Linked DNA regions of Sus scrofa: regions 1, 2, 3 and 4 are each linked to region 5. Evidence: chromatin contacts called from public Hi-C and HiChIP or PLAC-seq data. All regions are on one chromosome and are shown on one strand. Each heading gives the region's core, a stretch centred on a gene start, on an enhancer-like site or on the middle of the called end of the contact. The rest is flanking DNA. Distances are from core to core; before and after follow the strand shown.

Evidence for each region. A called contact is a pair of places that touch in the nucleus more often than the background predicts. HiChIP or PLAC-seq counts read pairs in DNA pulled down with a chosen protein or histone mark.
Region 1: an H3K27ac HiChIP or PLAC-seq map of skeletal muscle shows a contact between it and region 5. The contact joins two enhancer-like sites. A contact is called at or near these places in 9 of 47 Hi-C or Micro-C datasets (embryonic fibroblasts, epiblast stem cells, fetal heart ventricle and 4 more) and 1 of 2 datasets of contacts at active chromatin or transcription factors (skeletal muscle).
Region 2: an H3K27ac HiChIP or PLAC-seq map of skeletal muscle shows a contact between it and region 5. The contact joins two enhancer-like sites. A contact is called at or near these places in 4 of 47 Hi-C or Micro-C datasets (embryonic fibroblasts, heart right ventricle, skeletal muscle and 1 more) and 1 of 2 datasets of contacts at active chromatin or transcription factors (skeletal muscle).
Region 3: a Hi-C map of skeletal muscle shows a contact between it and region 5, with 4 times the contacts expected there. The contact joins two enhancer-like sites. A contact is called at or near these places in 5 of 47 Hi-C or Micro-C datasets (alveolar macrophages, embryonic fibroblasts, heart right ventricle and 2 more) and 1 of 2 datasets of contacts at active chromatin or transcription factors (skeletal muscle).
Region 4: a Hi-C map of liver shows a contact between it and region 5, with 2.4 times the contacts expected there. The contact joins two enhancer-like sites. A contact is called at or near these places in 1 of 5 promoter capture datasets (liver), 20 of 47 Hi-C or Micro-C datasets (adipose tissue, alveolar macrophages, brain and 10 more) and 2 of 2 datasets of contacts at active chromatin or transcription factors (alveolar macrophages and skeletal muscle).

The regions. Positions count from the first base shown.
Region 1 is chr10:41,721,397-41,724,096 of Sscrofa11.1, reverse strand. All of the region lies in intron 12 of ZNF438 (zinc finger protein 438), which reads left to right. Among named protein-coding and RNA genes, the nearest start is that of ZEB1, 290 kb to the left of the region's middle. Within about 2 kb of position 1,351, at least 25 of the 83 cell types and tissues checked have an H3K27ac peak or open chromatin away from gene starts, as enhancers often do. A contact at or near this core is called in skeletal muscle, where this site is marked.
Region 2 is chr10:41,695,102-41,697,801 of Sscrofa11.1, reverse strand. ZNF438 (zinc finger protein 438) reads left to right here. Exons shown (of 19, transcript XM_021064197.1): 13 at 2,232-2,335. The coding sequence starts at 2,257. Among named protein-coding and RNA genes, the nearest start is that of ZEB1, 320 kb to the left of the region's middle. Within about 2 kb of position 1,376, at least 30 of the 83 cell types and tissues checked have an H3K27ac peak or open chromatin away from gene starts, as enhancers often do. A contact at or near this core is called in embryonic fibroblasts, skeletal muscle and subcutaneous adipose tissue, where this site is marked.
Region 3 is chr10:41,660,193-41,663,028 of Sscrofa11.1, reverse strand. The region is part of intron 14 of ZNF438 (zinc finger protein 438); the gene reads left to right. Among named protein-coding and RNA genes, the nearest start is that of ZEB1, 350 kb to the left of the region's middle. Within about 2 kb of position 1,433, at least 15 of the 83 cell types and tissues checked have an H3K27ac peak or open chromatin away from gene starts, as enhancers often do. A contact at or near this core is called in retroperitoneal adipose tissue and skeletal muscle, where this site is marked.
Region 4 is chr10:41,767,847-41,770,640 of Sscrofa11.1, reverse strand. The region is part of intron 10 of ZNF438 (zinc finger protein 438); the gene reads left to right. Among named protein-coding and RNA genes, the nearest start is that of ZEB1, 240 kb to the left of the region's middle. Within about 2 kb of position 1,315, at least 7 of the 83 cell types and tissues checked have an H3K27ac peak or open chromatin away from gene starts, as enhancers often do. A contact at or near this core is called in liver and omental adipose tissue, where this site is marked.
Region 5 is chr10:41,520,282-41,522,981 of Sscrofa11.1, reverse strand. The region is part of intron 2 of LOC110255684 (a long non-coding RNA gene); the gene reads left to right. Among named protein-coding and RNA genes, the nearest start is that of SVIL, 350 kb to the right of the region's middle. Within about 2 kb of position 1,386, at least 59 of the 83 cell types and tissues checked have an H3K27ac peak or open chromatin away from gene starts, as enhancers often do. A contact at or near this core is called in embryonic fibroblasts, liver, omental adipose tissue and 3 more, where this site is marked.

The DNA.
Region 1 (2,700 bases), core at 102-2,601, 200 kb before region 5:
TCACACCTATTTGAGCTTCTAGGTCAAGTACTGGACACAGTTGACCTATTGTTAAAAAACATGAATAAAGATGAGCGCAACTCTTAAATAGCCATTGCGGTAGCTGAGCTAGAATAATTGATTGCTGTCTGATAATTGAAACTCTCACTTTCCAAAATGAACTCTGGCCGTATAACTCTCTGAAATTTCTATAAATATTAAAAGACTATAAAAGAGAACTCTGCAGTTTGCCGCAACTATTACATAACTTTTCGTTAATAAAAGTAAAATAGCCATGCTGGCCTTATAAATGGTTTCCTGCTGCTGTTGCCAACTTTAAGGATTTTCGTTAAATTTCATAAAGGGAAATAGAAATACAGTCTGCTTAAAGGATATAAACATTTTAAACAGCAGACATGGGCCCGAATGACTCTTGCAGAAAAATTTTGGAGAATTCTCTTTTGCTTGATGATACTTATTCAGAATTGATGTTATCCATCTCATGTCAGTAGAATTTACATCTTTGCTTCTTCATCATGGAGCATAATTGTGTTAACCTTGGCAGGAAAGTTTAGAAAAAGGGAGGGAGCATTTTTTTTCAGGACAAGTTCCAACTCCATTGATCATGTAATAGTTCACATGTTCAAAAAAACAAAAAACAAATTAAAGAGCCTTTTATTCTACTTCTGTGCTTGCAGGGCTTTCAAATTGTTGTTTGAGACTTTGGAAACATGCTTTACCGTTCAGCTGACTGGCTGTCATTTTATGGTCACCTAAAGTATAAAGGAGAAGAGCTAATAGGTACTACCAGGCACTTTCTTTTTATCTTTTCCTTTTTTTTTTTTTTTTTTTGTCTTTTTAGGGCTGCACTGAGGTGTATGGAGGTTCCCAGGCTAAGGGTCAAATTGGAGCTGTAGCTGCCGGCCTATGCTACAGCCATAGCCACGCCAGACCCCCAACCCACTGAGTGAGGCTGGGGATCGAACCTGCATCCTCATGGATACTAGTCAGGCTCGTTAACCACCTATGGGATAGTTTGAAGTTTCCATCATAGATGTGGCAGAGAGGGACACAGATGTCCCCAGGCCACCCCAAGGGCGTGCAGAACCCACTTTTTGGTTCCTAAGGTTACCAGCATCCAGGGAATCCTGCATCCTTGGACACATGCACATGGTAAACTTAAGAACTTCCAGTGTTCTGGGTGAAAGGAGGTCTCATTGCCCTGGGGGACCCAGAACAGGTTCTCCTGGGGTGACAGGCCTGGAGCGCTGTCTCCCGCTCCGCGTTGCTGCCTCACTCTGGCTCATCCTCTGGTCCCCGAGCATGTCAGTTGTTCTCTGTCACCTGATTAATTGCGGAACACTCACTCCCTGTGTGCTGCCTTGACCACGCGCCAGGAACTCTTGGCAGCCCGGGGGAACATGATCTCAGCGCACCTCCTGGTCAGCACTGGGCAATCCAAGTTGTTAGTGGGGGTGAGAACTTGGATTCAGAAGCCAGGACCCATGCCAGGGGCCAGGGCAGGAGTAATTGAGCAGCTGGCACGTGAAACGCAGCTCTAGACTCCATCAGCAGGTCAGGAGTCAGAAGTGGAGTGGCACGTGACTTTGAAAGGTGGTTTTTGAAGGAGATTATGATGGCCAGCGATGGATCTTGTAGTTTGTAGATATCAAATAATTCCAGCTGCTTTTGAAGGAAGCCTAAGAGTGGTGCCAGCTTACTCACAGTGCTCGTTATACTGGACAGAAACCTCTCTGGGTAACTTTTCCTCGTCAGTTCTACCTATGTCTTTCTGTGGCTCTCATTCGCTGTCCCTCTTACACTTGGAAGCATAAGATACACATAAAATTTCCAAAGTCTCTTTTGATGTCCCCTATTCTTCATAGGCTCTGAAAGTTGACGTTCTTCAGGGCTCAGTCTCGGGCTGTCATCTATGTTACTCTCGCTGTGATCTCATATATCCCTAATTTTATTTTATTTTTTATTTTTTTAATTCTTGCTTTTTAGGGCCACATCCACAGCATATGGAGGTTTCCAGGCTAGGGGTCGAATTGGAGCTATGACTGCCAGCCTATGCCACAGCCACAGCAATGCAGGATCAGAGCCACATCTGTGACTTATACCACAGCTCATGGCAATGCTGGATCCTCAATCCACTGAGCGAGGCCAGGGATCGAACCCACAACCTCATGGTTCCTAGTTGGCTTTGTTTCCCCTGCGCCACAACGGGAACTCCTATATCCCTAATTTTAAATGTCATCCTTCCTCCTCAGCTCCTCCCTCCCTCCCTTCCTTCTTTCTTCCCAGCCGCCCACCCGCTGTATCCATGGCATATGGAAGTTTCCAGGCTAGGTAGGGGTTGAATTGGAGCTGCAGCTGTCCGCCTACACCACAACCACAGCAACACCAGATTTAAGCCACATCTGTGACCTACACCACAGCTTGTGGCAATGCCAGATCCTTAACCCACTGAGTGAGGCCAGGGATTGAACCCACATCCTCGTGGACAGTATGTCAGGTCCTTAACCCATTGAGCCACAACAGGAATGCCTATTCCTTTCTTTCCACCACCCCCCCCTCCCAAAAATCGGGAATTTTAGGTGTTTTATTTATTTTTATTTGTTTTATTTTCATTCTTTTTTTAAATGGACATATGATTGATGGAGGACGTTGTGTTAGTTTCAGCAAATAATTCAGTTATACTTATATATCTGTGCTTTT
Region 2 (2,700 bases), core at 127-2,626, 170 kb before region 5:
CTTCCTGCCTGCCTGTGAGCCAGCACCAGAGAAATGAGAGGCTGTTGTTTAACTTGCAGCCGTTAGAAGTCTCCAGTAGAAACCCCAGTCACTCACAGTATCACTGCCAATGTAGGTTGTTTCTTCAAGACTCATATGCTTTGGAGGCGGCACAATGCTGAAAAAAAAAAAAAAAAAAAAAAGCCCTTTGGTTTTCTAGTTCCCTCTCTGGAGAGTTCTAAGACGCTAACCCTTTTGACTTTTATTGGTAGTTTGCTTTGTCAGCTTTGTATCCACTTTCATTTATTCCTTGACCTACTCTTTGCAGTGAACCATCTCTAGCCTGGTAATACCAGTGGGAAAAAAGTGAACTCTTGTTTCAGACCTGTGAAGTTTGATTCCAAGTTTTAAACTTAGCTTCCTGTAAACATCACCTTTTTCTTCACTGTATATATGTATGTGTGTATTTTGCTTTTTAGGGCTGCACCCATGGCATATGGAGGTTCCCAGGCTAGGGGTCAAATCAGAGCTACAACTGCTGGCCTACGCCACAGCCACAGCAACACAGGATCCAAGCTGCGTCTGTGATCTATGCCACGGCTCACAGCAATGCCAGATCCTTAAGCCACCGAGCGAGGCCAGGGAATGAACCCGCAACCTCATGGTTACTGGTCGGATTGGTTTCTGCCGCGCCACAACGGGAACTCCTTTTCATTTTATTTTACTGCCCCACCATACCCTTTCTGTCTGAGAACCATGGGTTTTTTTTTTTTGGTTGGTTGGTTGGTTGGTCTTGATTTTTAATGAATCTCTCTCGAACTCACCTGTTTGTAGAAACTGAACATTTCCCCTTTTCCAAGAGGCTGTTGTGGCAAAAGTAGCTCTTTGCTTGAGGTCCCAACCTAGGGGTCTCTAAAGGGGTCCAGGAAAGACACAGTCACATTTGCTTTTCCAGAATTAGCAACGAGAAATAATTTAACTGGCCTTGACTATAAGTGAGCAGCTCTTTAAGAAAAAAGTCTGCAATCAGTTGAATTCTTTAGGCTTCTGGCTAACAGTACTGAAGAACCCTCTACAGAGTAGATAAAGCCTGGAGGAAGAATTTCTGATTCAATTGCACGTTATTTATTGTGGAAAGAATGTTTTCCCTACAGACCGATGAGGAACAAGATGTTTAAACATAAGCCAGGGCGGAGACCTATTTGTTTGGTCAGCTTCAGAGGGGCCACGTTTCCTTGCTTACGATGATGAGTCTGCCAACTAACTCTTCTGTCCTCCCCACCCCCGCCCGATTCTGCAAATTTCTGTGGGATTTTTTACTTGGGGCTCTGGTTGGATGAGACAGTGATAAAGTGCATACGTGGCCATTGGAAAGGCTCAGGGGCTTTTTTCTGGAGCAGCACAACTTTATCACGTCATTACGAATTTATGCTGTGCTCCGTGCATGTGTATATATGGGCTTTTCCCCTTTTCCCCAGTTCCCCTCAGCTGTTGGCTTGTGTAAGCGCATAGCTGGATGGCAGCCGGACTCCATCTATCACAGGCGGTGGGAGGGGGGACAGGGATTTGAAAGGGTTACTGTTCACATTTCCTGTGTAATTCCCTCTGATCTTACTGGGCTGTAATTCCTTTCTTGATGTTAAACGTTCCCAGGCTCCTATAACCTCCTTGCTGACGTGCGCTAGCCAGGCTTGTCCCAGGTGATCATGGAGGCGGACCTCCTGTTTTTAAAGATTAGAGATCGCCCTTTCATCCATGAGATAGGCTACATGCTCATTCCTTTGCAATCCCAGGAGAAATGTCTTTGATTCGAGACAAGAATGGAGCCCTAACATTTAGTCCGTTTTCTAACTCATATTTAACAGCCAGCCACCCAATTTGTTGTCAGATTAATTGCACAAAATTTTAAACCTACAGACTCCTAGTTTAGTGCATCTCTAGTGAAGTGAAAGCCTGGGAATCTAGTAAAGATCACACAAGTGGGTTCTGCTAGAAGAAGGGTAATAGTTGATGCCACCACTTGCTTTTAGCTTACTTGATCCGTAGGTCCCTTTAAGCTGTGGCACTGACAGGTCAATATTTCTGCTTCAGTTCAGTTCAGGAGGTCGTAGCTGGTCAGAGGGAGATACTTATTTTATACTTTTTCTCTGGTTTTTAAAGTGTAGAGCAGCTGCTTTTAATTCCACAACTTGTAAAATATGTATTTTTGTGGTTGGCAAAAGATTTTCTATTTTTGCCTTTTTCTCCTTAAGTTTTAGGGGAAAACGTTCTGCTCCTATGAAGCATGAGCATGGGTCAGCAGCTGCTGATGAATTGATGGGGCAGGGTCACCTGTACCAGCACTGCCCTTGTCCAGGTAACGAGCTTTCCTGTGGCACAGCTCCAGGCATGTGTGCTCGTGTGGCCTAGAGCACACTGCCCTGTCCCCTCCACCAACTTGGGAACCTAAGGGTTTGGGGATGGACAGGAACAAAACCACGGCTCTTTGAAGGAGTTTCTAGAATAATTTAAGTTTGCTGGTGTTTAGGCCAAAGTAAGCTGTTTGCATGGCTTAAAGCAGTGAGATAAAATATTTTTTATGCATGTGTAACATGGTTTTCCATGGAGGTGGGTAGAGGAATTTTTAGGTTGGTTTTGTTTGGATCTGCCTTAACAAGCTAGAGGGACTGGTTTTGAAATGTTTTTATCTTTTTTGGCCGCACTGCAGTATATGGAGTTCCC
Region 3 (2,836 bases), core at 184-2,683, 140 kb before region 5:
AAGTTATGTGAATTTTACATTATTTAAGCTTAATTAAATTTTTGTATAATCTGGGATACACTTGCAAAATTGTGTTTCAGAGATTTAGGTTGTTTTATCATGCTTATTTCGGTTTCTTATTTTTTTGTTTACTAATTCATTCAACAAATAATTGAGTGATCTTTTCTCAAGGTACTGTGGAGTTGATATTCTTGTTTTATCTGGTAGCCCAGCACGTGGTCATAGTTTTATAATCAGTGATAATCATTAATGTGACTGATTTAGAAACTCGCTGATAATAGGATATGTGATAACAGAACCTGTAAAATGTTTGCCATTTTTTCTTTGTCCCAACTTATAGTGATTTGAAGTAACAAAGTTTGGGTCTTACTCTCTTAAAATGTTTAGCTCTTATTTTTTTTTTTTTGCATATACAAAACTATATTAAATATGAGCAACAAAATATCAATGTAGAATATTAGTTTGTGTCTTACCTTTTGTCAGTGAAGAAGAGTCCTGAGTGCTGTTTTCTTCCAAAAATTAGAGGTATCAAAAATTGAAATTTAGCAGACATATTTTTCAAATTTTAATTATTTGAAAAAATAATACTTTTAGGAGTCAGTTTGAATATTGTTGACTATATAACTAATAAAATATGTTACTGTGGTATTTTCTAGATTAAAAATCTTCTCCAAATTGTTTTGGTTTTTAAAGCATTCTAAATTTTAGTTTGTAAATATTACAAAAGAATTGAAATTTTTAAGTCCATGCAGTTCCCCCTCTTTTTGGATCAGTTTCTGAAGCCTAATGAAATGGAAGGCAAGTGTCTTTTCCTTCTTAAAAATGGTGATATTTTATTCCTTAATATACTAAAGTGAGAGCAAAATAATATGGAAAAATCAAGAAATGAAAACGTGCCAGGACTTTTCTTGCCAATATAACTTTTTAGAATTGTGCTGAGTTGCTTTTGCTGTAAGAACCAAACCAGCTAGTCTCTTATGAGTTCTCCAAGTAATGACTATTTTGGAGAGGATTTTTGGAGTTCTTTTGGCTCAGTGAGGACAAAAATTTGAAATTAGACTTCGAAAACTGGAAGGCATCCTCTTATCCATCTTACAAATGAAGGAACTGAAGTCCGAGAAATCACAATTTATGCAGGGTCACGCCGTTAATAGCGAAGGTTGGATGAAAATCATGGCCCCGTGATCTTTGTCAAAGACTCTTCGGGTTCATTCCCACCACCATCGCATTACGTGCGCTGTCCGTAATTTATTGCATTAGGCCCAGGTAGCACATTACAAGTTTAATTTTCTAAAGCTGAGGGGACATTTGGAATTAGGAATACTGATGGTGACGAAACAAATGGAATGGCAAGAAGCACTTGGAAGAACTCTTGCCCAGTGCAGGAGGTGTCCCTGGATTAGACTCTGGCCCTGCTCTCTAGAAGGAACCCCACTGTTCATCATTCTCTAGGACCGGAATCTGTCTTCTGGAAGCTTCTTCATCACCTGTCTTCCTCCAAGGTCATGTTCATGGCTTATGTGGAAGCTGGGGAATCTGCCCTCCTTGGAGTCTATGTAGCTTTTGTTTCCTACTTTCTAATCATGCACTTCTGGCAGCTCGAGCTTAGAGGTGTCAGCCAAGGCTTAGAGACAAGAGTTGTGGGGTTTTTGGCAAGGTTATTCCCTAGAAACTCAGCTGGCTTCTGATCTACATTCCTGTAGTGGGATGTGATAGTAATAGAGGGATTCCATGTCCCAGTCTGGCAGGGACAGTCTTAGTTTATATCTCTTAGGCGGGTTAGATAACAGTGCCCTTTTTCACTCTCGTAACTATCCAGGGTTGGACAACAACACATTGTGCATGGTCACTCCAGCCAAAAGGCACACCAAAACAGCACAAAAAGTCCCAAGCCTAACTTATTTCTTTGCTCCCCTTCTCCTGCTCCCCTCTCTCTCAGCTTCCTGAGGGCCTTGCTATGGCCCTTTGAGATGGGCCTCACTGGAAGTTCACAGGGTTAACCTCACCTGGAGCAACCTCTGTTCACCTGAAACAACCTAACAGGCCATTTTCGCTCAAAGCTTTTTCCTTCCTTCCTTCCTTCCTTCCTTCCTTCCTTCCTTCCTTCCCTCCTTCCTTCCTTCCTTTCTCTTTCTTTCTTTCTCTGTCTCTCTCCCTTTCTTTCTCTCTCTCTCTCCCTTTCTCTCTCTCTCTCTCTCTCTCTCTTTCTTTCTTTCTTTTCCCTTTTTTATGGTCACACCTGCAGCAGATGGAAGTTCCTAGGCTAGGGGTCAAACTGGAGCTGCAGCTGCCAGCCTACACCACAGTCACAGCAACACCAGATCCGAACCACATGTGTGACTGTGGCGCAGCTTGCAGCAACCCCGGATCCTTAACCCAGTGAATGAGTCCAAAGATCAAACCCAAATCCTCAGAGAGACAACGTTGGGCTCTTAACCCACTGAGCCACAACGGGAGCTCCCTCAAAGCCTTTTTCATTCTTCTCTCTCACTGGGTAAAATCCAGAAGCAGTCAGGTTTTCTAACCTTGGGAGCCTCCAGATTTCTGGATCCTCTACTCCCTTTCATTTCTGCTCTCACACCTGTCAATTCTGGCCTGTACAGATTTCTTTCTTGTAAATTCTCAATAAATGCAGCAAGTAATATTGTTCTTCTAATACTCTGTTTCCATCTCTTTTTCCCAGTAGCTATAGGCTTAGATATTTGTTTTGCTTTGGAATATATTTCAAGCATTTTCAGAAATTGAGGTATATTTTACCTACAGTAAACACACAGCTCTTAAACATCAGTTCAATGAGTCTTGATGATTGTATACACCCAAGTAAACCTCCACCCAG
Region 4 (2,794 bases), core at 66-2,565, 250 kb before region 5:
AGTCCTAGTCATAGCAATAAGCACTGTGAGAGCATGAATTGTGTACTTGGCAGGGTTTTAGGCACTTTTACCCTTATCAATTCATTTAATTCTCATAGCAGTTGTGTGTGCAAGGAACCACTAGAGCCCTGCTTTACACATGAAAAGACAAGCATGGAGAGGTTAAAAGTGACCTGCCTACAGTCAGCCACCCAACTGGGTAGTGATGGAGCTGGGCTTCCTCCCCAAGCAGTCTGGCTTCAGAGTCATCACAACTCATCCCTGGAACTCCTTCCAAGTGGACGCATTGAATGGGTGGTTGAAGGTGTGAATGTGGAACTCTGGGAAGGTCAGGGCTGAAGACGCACGTTTACATTTCTGAAGAGAAAGCCTGCTCTCTCCTTCCTCATCTAAGCCTTGATTGTCTAGGGAGAAAAGAACACGGGCCATGGGGCTGTGCTCACTGGCTTTTCATTCCTCCATTCTGCTGAGGCAACTGTATCCAAATCATTTTCCTTCCTTGAGGGTCCAGAGAGTGAGGTCTGTATCTCTCTCATTTTTTATTTTTTTAGATTTTTTTTTTAAGGGCTGCACCTGCGGCATATAAAAGTTCCCAGGCTAGGGATTGAATCAGAGTTACGGCTGCTGGCGTGCACCATAGCCACAGCAACGCGGAATCCGAGCCACATCTGCAGCGCACACCATAGCTCATGGCAATGCTGGATCCCTGACCCACTGAGTGAGGCCAGGGGTTGAACCCACATCCTCGTGGATACGAGTCGGATTCGTTTCTGCTGTGCCACAATGGGAACTTCCTTCTGTGTCTTTATTATGTCTCTATTTCTCATCCCTAATCCGGTGCCTGCCGTGGAGTAGATGTCAGACTTTCTTTGCAGGACACGGGGTTAGGTTTGGAGGTCCAGCCATCAGTAGAACACAGCTCTCCTTCTGGAGGAGCAGAGTCTGAAGGAGGACCTTTGGGAATAAGACTAGGGCTGGCTGAACACAGAAGCCTGGGCTGGTGAGTTCACCCCAGCCTTCTCGCTGCCCCATATGCTTGAGGGGTGGGGCAGGAAGGGGTCAGAGCAACAAAAGAATGCCTAAGCAGTGGCAGATGGATTTGAGGCCTCCCAAGAGCTCTTTGCAACAAAAGAATGGCTCCAAACCTTTCATAGTTTCCCCTCTTTGCATTAGTTTTCTTTGGCAACCGTATAATTTTCACCAAATGAAGTAAAATTTGATATTTGAATATCCCAGTGGAGTGATGAGTTTTTCCAGCTCTATTACCTCAGTGTTGACAAGGGCTGGCTAGTGAAATAAGGGAGTTGGCTGGAAAGGTTGCAGATTGCATCATAGAGGGTGACGGAGGGCTCGTGTGAAGTATTTCGGCAGGTTTCCACCAGTTTAAGTATCTCTTGCCAAAGTTCCACACATTGGAATATGTTTGAGTTTCTCTTCCGATCATCCTTTTAACAATGAGCTATGTGGTTTGGTCGCAGAAAAAGGATCTGGTGATATTTGTCATAGATGGAACTATGAATTATATCTCTTAACATCTCTTAGAGGTGGAACAAGGTGGAACATAGAAACTTGAAGAATATACACAAAAATAGCTGTCTTTTTTCCGTAGATCTCTTTCGGGGCATGCAGTAACCTCCACACATTTATCACAACTTTACTACTTCCTAATAGCATTTCACATTTGAACCATTGAAAGATTATATAAATTTGCACCATCGTAGTTTTTATAATTATTTACAGAGTTTTTTCCTTCCAATATGTAAACTTATATTTTGTTTAGCCTTTTTAGCTTTTGGTGGGAGAATTGATCTGAATTACCAAGGCGACCAGAACTCCAAACAGGAGCCCTCCACAAGTATAAATGTGGAGATGTGCCATGTCATTTTGCAGTTCACAAATTTTTTATTTTTATTTTAGGGCTGCACCCATGGCATATGGAGGTTCCCAAGCTAGGGGTTGAATTGGAGCTACAGCTGCCGGCCTACACCACAGCCAGAGCAACACGGGATCCCAGCTACTTCTGCAACCTCCAGCACAGCTCACGGCAATGCTGGATCCTTAACCCACTGAGTGAGGCCAGGGATTGGACCCGCGTCCTCATGGATCCTAGTTGGGTTTCCACTGAGCCACAAAGGGAACTCCTAAAAGGTGAACGCCCTCTTGTGAACTCCCAGTTCACAAAATTTTAAATCTGCTATTGTATCAAGTGTAAATGTAATGGAGTGGGAGTAATTATTATTATTGTTTTTTAAGCCACGATTCCAGTTAGCTTAAGAACATTAGATATGATATAAAGTAGAATTATATCTTAAGTGGCCTGCTGATGGCTCAGGCTTTGTCAGTTTTAAACCCAGGCTCTGGGAGGGCAAGTTGATGGTTATTAGTCAGGTAGGTCCCAGCAGAGAGCGAGTGATGGTGAGCTCTCCTATTAAAAGACAACAGAAGCCACTCTTCCTAATGCTGACCAGATGAAATACAGCATCAAATTCCTTTTATCCAAGTTCCTTTGAAAATTTTTAATTATATAATTTATTTTTTTTATTTTTTACTTTTTTGTCTTTTTGGGGCTACACCTGTGGCATATGGAGGTTCCCAGGCTACGGGTCAAATGGGAGCTGTAGCTGCTGGCCTACGCCAGAGCCACAGCAACACAGTCTGTGACTTATACCATAGCTCACGGCAAAGCCGGATCCTTAACCCACTGAGGGAGGCAGGGACCAAACCCACAACCTCATGGTTCCTAGTTGGATTCGTTTCCACTGTGCCATGACGGGAACTCCTTTTTGTCTTTTTA
Region 5 (2,700 bases), core at 137-2,636:
ATTTTCTCTAGTTTGCTAGTTCAAGGTCTTTTTGAAAACTCTGAAGCCAAAGAGTTGCAACTGATACAGAAAGAAATAGAAAAGGTCACCCCAGATTCCACCCCGTGGAAACCGAGGCACCTCCTGGCTTGTCATGAACTGGGAAACCGAAAAATACTCTGAGCTGGGGAAAATGTGGCAGCTGCATAGATCTCTCGGGATTTATCTTTGGTACTCGACTGATTTTCCAGCCCAACAACCTCACGTGAGAGCTGAGCAAAGGCAGGGAACCCAGAGAGCTGGCGTGACTCACCCAGGCTCCCTCCCACAGGCAGCGAGGGTTGGGGCTAGAGTCCTGGTCCCTGAACCTGAAAAGCATCCCTTTCCTACTTTGGGCCCGCGGTGGGCGCTGGGGCCAGGCGGGAGCCATCAGGATAAATCAGCACGTGTTGCTAGGCTGGCGACAAATGACGCGTCTAATTCCCTGGCCCAGCCAGCCCCGCGCGGCGGAGTAGCGCGCTCCGTGCGCACACGTGTGCACTCGGCCAGCGCGGGAGCAGCTGCAGAGGTTGGGCCTCCCGGGAGAGGACGGGGTGGGCGTGAGTGTTCGGGGGGGCGCCATCCCACCCCACCCCTGCGCGGCAGGGAGGGCCCCGCCAGCCGGGCCTTTCAGAGTTAATTAGCCTTCATGCATATGGATGGCACTGCCGATTGAACACGGTGGAGGGGTCGTGACCTGACCCCGGCGAGGCGTGCGGAAAGAAAAGACTGCTTTTCCCAGCTCGGTCCCTAATTGAAAGCCCAGTTGCCGGGCGCTGCGCCGGGGTGTGATCGCCGCCGCCCCATTTCTCCCGCAGAAGGAACACTTCGGGGGGAGCTGCCCCCGGCGCCCGGCCCCCTTTAGCAGCCCCTCTAATGACCTGCGGGGATGTGCAGGCGGCCCGACGACCGTCCCCCTGATATGTCGCCGTAATGATATCTGCACTGGGGATTTATTCCGAAGTTGTCCTTTTCCGTGATGGTTTTCATTTCCTGTCATTTAAAGCTGGAAGCATTTATGGAATATCACATGGTTTTCGTTTACACAGGAAATCAGCTGCAGTTGCGAGAAGATGCGGACTTACTTTTTTGTTTGTTTTTTTAATCCTTCCTCCCACCCCCACCCCCGCCCCGGAAAAAAAAAAAAATGAGAGAGAAAGGGAGGAGGAAAAAGGCAGCCTGCAGCATTTTGTTTTGAAGTAGTTTTCCTTTTTGATCCCCAGTCCTGTTCTCCGAAGTGGTCTGTGGTTATACAGAAAGCAGCAGTTTCTCTCTGACACGTGGTAATCACTACGTGAAGAAAGCACAGCACCTAGAGATGCTTTTGCTTTTTCCAGACCAGGGGGCGGGGGTGGGAGCGCAGCTGCGCGGGCAGCTCCGCCCCGGGGATGCGCCGCGCGACCCGCTCGGATCCGCCCTGGGAGCCGCGGACCGGGCGCCTCTGGAGCTGGGTTTACGCTCCTGGAAAGAGCGCACGTACAGTGCCCAGTTAACCTCCTGGGACCCCTCTGCTTGAACCTGAAAAGAGCAGTGTCCTGCCCCACCCCCAAGGACCACAATAGAAGTCTGTCCTTGGTCCGGCCCCAGCCCATCACCCCACCCCGGGAATCAGAGTCACAGGGCTTTATGACAGGGATTGGGGAAGAATTTGCGACTCATTCTTTAAGCTCCGCCCTCCAGTTACCGCTGAGTTAGGAACTCGCGACTAGAAGCGCCCCCGCACCACGGCTGCACCCCCTCTTAACCAGTGCAGTTCCAGCTGCTCCAGGCCCCCTCCCCCGCCGCCACCGCCCCTCTGAGGGCAACTAGACGGTCCTGGGCAATAGCGCCACCTGGTGCCCAGCATCCTCCAAGCCTTTCCTCGTATCCTTCTCCAAGATGCTAAACAAGCTGCCTTTAGAGATCAAGGGGGCCCAGAATAGAGTCAGGCTCACAGAGGAGCCCCCACCTCGGGTTGAAGTCCTCCTTTCCCCTAAAAGAGCTTAGAGTATAGGGGACAGGAGGCTCCCCTTTCATGCCATCCACTAGGGCATTCCATGGTAAGAGACCTATTCCTGGGATTGAAGGCTGGGCCCTCAACTGAATGGAAAATGCCCTTGAAGAGATATAATTCAGGCACCTGTTTGAGAGTGAACCAGTAACCTTTTCCCAAGGGTATGTGTGCTTCTACCGAGGGAGGAAAGCAAAGAGGAGGCCCAGCCCGAGGTCCAGGAGGGCAGAACCCAGCACTGCCGGCCATGTTTCAAGGGCAGGGGCCGTCTGTGTGGTGGGACTAGGAGGTGGGGAGCTGGTGGCTCTGGGAGGCAGGAGAGGGACAATGTGCACATTTCATGGGTGAGTAGGGCACCCCCACGGAACATCAAGTCCCTGTAGGCCCCCCTGGACCCAGGTGTCCCTCCATGATTGCTGTGTCCCTGGCAGCTGAGACCCGTTTAATTGAGACTCCAGGGCAGCCTCCCTTCCCCCAGCCCATAAAACCAACAGCCCCCTGTGTGAACACGAGCCCCGCATTTTTTATGGGCTGTCTGCTGACGGCTGGGGGACAAGAAGGGGACAAGGCTTACTGCTGCAGCCCTTGGAGCCTCCAGCTATTGAGCTGTGTAACGGGACCCCGTTCCTTGAAACCAAATATTTGCGAGGACACCCAGAAGCCACCTGGCTACCCAATCACTCCATCAGGCG